Regions from separate parts of the Rattus norvegicus genome. Here region 2 is linked to region 1. Evidence: chromatin contacts called from public Hi-C data. All regions are on one chromosome and are shown on one strand. The core of a region is the stretch at or near the end of the contact, and the rest is flanking DNA. Distances in the headings are between cores, read along the strand shown.

Region 1 (2,700 bases), core at 199-2,698:
AGACAACAGTTCTGGATTAGAGGCTGATCAGGGACAGCGTTCACTGCTGCTTTGGGGCTTTCTTGGATTTGTTGCTGTGACTGGCATTGTCTTCCTGGCCAGTTCCACGATGTTACCAGCTCCACCCAAGAGTGTTAATTAAAAGGCGTCCCACTGTCCCTTTGGTAGCTCTTCCATAGCTTTATTTAGGGAAGAACTGCAGTTTATCCAATATACTTACCTAGCGCACATGCTCCTCCATGGTGGGCAGAGGCATGAACACGCTGTTTGATGTCATGAAAAAGATTTCTGATTCACTATAGGCACAGGAACATTAAAAGGCTCATCCTTCTTCTACGTATACTTTATGTATGCGTGATACATGGAGACAGTCTATCAGTTTTGAAAGCTGGGAGCTAGATTCGTTTTCATAGACTTGGTTTTTTAGTCACACCTAGACTCAGAAATAGGTCTTCGCTTAAAATTACTTCTCTATTTGAAGAAAATATTCAGGAAACCTTATTTACACAACACTATACATAGTATCTGCTTAAGTACTCTATCAATTCACAAAGAACTATAGGATGATGTCATTATGAAGGTGAAGGCAGGTGCAAGATAGAACGAGGCCTGTCATTGGACGAGAAGGAAGGACAGGTGGGAGAAGAGTTTTAGAGAGGAGGAGACTTGAGGAGGCAGGAGAAGCAGCCGAGGGTGGACGTTAAGATCCCACTCTGCACATTTACAGGTTGTCATGAATAATCTTAAGGGATGGATGTGTACAGGGCTTTGTGTGTCTAGGTGGGCAGTTATATCTTATCAATTGGTTCAGAGGTTACTGTGTTGTGTGTTCTTTCATGTGGCGATTTAATTGAACTCAAGAGAGTATGTGGTGGCTGGAGACACTGGACTACTACGGAATTGGGATGTGTATTTCTGGCATGGTGGAAACCTGCCTTGGGAATTAGATGGGTAGAGATTGCTGACGGCTCAGAGAGAAGCCTTCGGCAGTGTGATATGGGATGGAGCAGAGCAGGTGAGAGGCTTTGCTGACTGAGATGAAGATGTCTACCAGATATTTTGGGGCACCATAGTCCTGGATCTAGTGCAGGGTAAAAGACAGCATTTTTTTTTTAAATAATTTTACAGTAAACAAAGAACTCTTAAATGCAACAAGTCAAACAACTTGATTGTTTTACATGGTCCAACTTTGTGAGGAGGTACTTCTAAGAGTCTGCACATGACTGTAAGCACACAAGAAGATGGTCAACATTTATTTGTCATGGGAGAAATACAAATTTAAATCAGGAAATACTACTGCATGGGTCCCAAGAGGTTCAAATTTAAAATACTGACAATCGGAGCTAAGGAGATTGCTTGTGGGTCAAGAGAACTTGTTGCTCCCTCAGAGGACTCAGGTTTGGCTTCCAGAACTCATGGGAGCTCACAACTGGCAGAAACTCCAGTTCTTTGGCCTCCAACATCATATTCTGGAGTTCAGAGGCACCAGACATACACAAGGTACACAGATATGCATGCTGGAAAAACATCCAAACACACAAAATAAATAATCTAAAAGAAACATACCTGTACGGAGAGACCAAAGACACAGGAGTCCCAATATACTCTGGACAGAGAAGAGAGAAAATAGACAACTAGCCTCCCCTGGCCCCCAGTTCAAGATTTATAAGGAAGAAAACAACAGTGAAGTTGGATAAGTAGTGGGAAATGGATCAAAGGGGCAGGGTTCATGGCTCCAACTAGGTCCAGCAAATAGAGTCGCTTGACCTTTACAAAGGAGCAAAGTCGAGGTAAGAGATAAAAAGTAACCTTTTAACAAATGGTCTTGAAACATCTAGATGGTCGCATTAAAAAAAAAATCAATCTAGATGGACTTTCTGCTCCTAATACAGATGGATCCCCAGTGGACCACAGCCTAAACATATATGTCATTTTGAAAATGGGACAAAACTTAGATGGCCTGAGTGTGTGATGACCTTTTGTTTTCGACATCAAAGGTGCATTCAAGTGACAAGATTTAAAAGTCCTGCGAATATAGCGCGTCAGAGGACTGGAAGCAGACTGGAAGAAAACATTTATGAAATGTATCTGATAAATTACATAGTGTTCAAAGAACTTTAAAATCCACAATAATAAAGCAAATGGTCCAGTTTAAAGATAGTTTAATTAATCACAATTATCTTTGTCAATAAAAAAAGACACCATAGTAAAAATAACCAGCATTGGGCTGGAGAGACGGCTCAGTGCCTACATCCGAAAGTTCACAACTGCCTGAACCTCTACCTCCATAGGTTCTGATGCCATCTTCTGGCCTAGAGGTGTGAATGAAGACACAGGCACAGGCACAGACACAGACATCCACTCACACACACACTCACACAAACACAGGGACAGGGACACACACAGACACACCAGGACAAAGTCACAGACGTATACACAAACACATACACTCATACACACTCAAAGATACAAACATGCATACAGACACACACAAGGACACAAATACAAATACACACAGACACATACATACACGCTCACACACACAGGGATATAGACACAGAGCTACACACATACACACACTCAAAGACACACACACACACACACACACACACACACACACACACACACGGACACATACATGGACAGACAGAGTCATATACACAGATGAACACACAGGGATAGAGACACCGACACTCAGAT
Region 2 (2,700 bases), core at 117-2,616, 280 kb after region 1:
CCTGAGTTCATTTTCCAGCAACCACCTGGTGGCTCACAACCATCTGTAATGGGATCCGATGCCCTCTTCTGGTGTGTCTGAAAACATTGACAGTATAACTCACATACATAAAATAAATAAAATCTTTAAAAAAAAAAATACCAAGTTCCATTCCTAACCAAGAGGTATTTACTACTGATAATACTGGGAACGGTAAAATCGATTTTCCCCAATGGAGTATCAACCACATTTCAGGGAAGGCCCGTGCCCAGAAGTAATTGGCCAACAAAATTGATCAACACAAAATGGTGTGTGTGTGTGTGTGTGTGTGTGTTTTGTTACGTTTTTATGTTTGACTTTATTTAAATCTTTGGCAAGGACCTCTGGAATTCCTAAAAGCATTTACCAAAAGCTGAGGACATTTCTGGGAAACTCGAGAGCTTTGGGAAACTGTCTTTTAGTCTAAAGTGTGTGTGTGTGTGTGTGTGTGTGTGTGTACACTAATACTGTTTATACATTCTGCAATGTAAGTTCATACTTCTCATGATACATCTAAAACCAAAACAAAGCCCATGTACTAGGGCGAAGTACTGTCCATCTACTTAAAAATGTGTTTTAATCAGCCAGCCAACGTGGGAAAGGGGCGGGATTTTCCTCGGGCAGCTTTCTCAACAAACTGGTGCAAAGCCACACCACGGAATGCAGAATGCCAACATCCTAACAAAAAAAATAGAGAGTAACACTCAAATTAAGTGCTTTAAAAGCCCATGATATATGCTTCCCCAAATCCTTAGATCCTATTAGCTGTCACGAAGAGCCAGAAGGTAACGAGAGACAAGGACGATCAGATCAGGCCCAGCGCAGACACTAGCTGAGATGAACTCAAAGGGATTAATGGCGAGAAAGACTACCTTGTACATCGCTAACTTTCCAGAGATTTCCAGAAACGGAATTTACAGCCAGAAACCAACTCCTGCGGGTGGGAAGCAACAAAACAAACAAAACCCTGCTAAGACATCACTTTCATTTTCGCCTGTAGACCCCTGCGAACGATCAAAGATGGAGAAATGAGCAGTCCTCAAGCAACAACGCCCTCCTAATGCGCAAGCGCGCCCGGAGGCCCCGCCCCTCGCGGTCACCCCAAGACCAGGCGCGCGCATCGGAAGTCAGAACCTCCAAGGCTCCTCCTTGCTCTTCCTCCACAAGGCCCCGCGTTCGCAGTCCGGTTCCGGTTGTAGCTCCGCCCTCGCGCGGGAACACGCCAGAAGGCTGGATATCCGGGACGGGAGGCTAGCTGAGCGCTCACTTCCGGTGGCAGCTCGTCCCATCTCCCTTGAGGGGCAGGCTCTGGCTCTCGGTGCGGTAGCGCCATCTGGCGCCGAGTGTTCCTCAGCCCGCGGAGGGGCGTGCTTCCTCCCTTCAGAACATTCCAGAGACTCCTCGGCTCTGGTAGGCTTTATGCATTCCGCCAGAAGGGCGGGACCCAAGACTCCTCCTCTGCCGAGTTCCCGCGCGGGAAGGGTTTTGTGGTTACTCTGAGCGGAAATGGTTGGAGTCCAGAAGGGGAACGGACCTCAAGCGGGAGGAAGCCGGCCTCTTTCCGTCTTTTCAAGCCATAGTAACACAGTTCCTGCCTCCTCGTGTTCTGCTTTTTGTTTCCTCATTTCTGGGCCGCGCTCTCTGTACACTGCGCTTCGGTTCTTCGGTCGGAGTGGACCGAGGTCCTCCATTTCTCGTTTTGCAGAGAGAAGGCTTTACTTTGTAGCCTTTCGTTAGCTTGTGTTAGAAAAATATTTTGCTCCATTACATCCGTTAAGCGGGTGTTGCGAAAACGAGCAGTATTAGGGATTAGGAAAATTAATAGGTTTTTAAACCAAGACAGTCTCAGCAGGTTTATCTCAGAACTATGAAATATTCGCTATGATTGCATGTGGTTCTTTCCTTTAGATAAGGGGAAACGAATTTCCACCAAAGCTAGAAAGTGAACATAACTGTTAAAGGGTTCATGTTTCAAAGTCCAGATATAATAAACTTGGAGCACTGTTAGGTATTGTTTCAGTTATTGTGTATCAAGACGCACAGTGTAAGTTAGTGAATTGTCCCTTATTTGTGCTCACTTGTCACTGGGCATTTTCCCCCCCTACAGCACTGGTTTCCCTACTTGTGCATGCATTTGAATTCAGAAGACTTTGAAGAGTCCGGTTCACTACAGTTTAGGACTGGGAGAGGTGATGTGGAAGGAGAGCTGGGTGATTAAGGCCCACAGTTGGAATCGTTTAGAATTCAAGATTGCTTTGTTGAGAGCGCTGTTTGCTGGTTTTGCAGTATTGACACTGAAACCCGACAGGTTAGTAGCCTTTCCGGCCAGTGCAATGGGAGTAAACGAAGCGCTAAATCCATGTCTTTTGTACAGTCACACATTAGGAAAACACGTTCATATAAGTAGACTCTGTCGTAGAGGGTGCTGTAACACCAGGTATACTAAATTTCTTAATTACGATGCCATTTCTGTCTTCAAAGTTTCTTGAAAATCGGTAACTCAAAAAAGGACAAAAATCACTTCAACAGACATTTAACCTCCTGGAAGATAATCTTTTAAAAATCCCTTTCCTTTTGTAACTTCTTTGTAGTTCATTCTTTTCACTGAGTCATTGCCCCTTACCCCTACTATGTAATTTAAAATCTTCACGCTGCTTTCGGTTTTTTTTTGTTTGTTTGGTT

The links. A called contact is a pair of places that touch in the nucleus more often than the background predicts.
Region 2: a contact with region 1 is called in a Hi-C map of liver, with 2.8 times the contacts expected there. The contact joins two enhancer-like sites. A contact is called at or near these places in 2 of 12 Hi-C or Micro-C datasets (Schwann cells and liver).

Annotation. Positions count from the first base shown.
Region 1 is chr12:5,444,688-5,447,387 of GRCr8, forward strand. The region is part of intron 3 of Stard13 (StAR-related lipid transfer domain containing 13); the gene reads right to left. Among named protein-coding and RNA genes, the nearest start is that of Trnap-agg21, 30 kb to the right of the region's middle. Within about 2 kb of position 1,449, at least 1 of the 93 cell types and tissues checked has an H3K27ac peak or open chromatin away from gene starts, as enhancers often do. A contact at or near this core is called in liver, where this site is marked.
Region 2 is chr12:5,725,270-5,727,969 of GRCr8, forward strand. LOC102549089 (a long non-coding RNA gene) reads left to right here. Exons shown (of 4, transcript XR_005491747.2): 3 at 1-1,428; 4 at 2,126-2,700. It also overlaps a transcript of Stard13 not described here. Among named protein-coding and RNA genes, the nearest start is that of Rfc3, 110 kb to the right of the region's middle. Within about 2 kb of position 1,367, at least 76 of the 93 cell types and tissues checked have an H3K27ac peak or open chromatin away from gene starts, as enhancers often do. A contact at or near this core is called in liver, where this site is marked.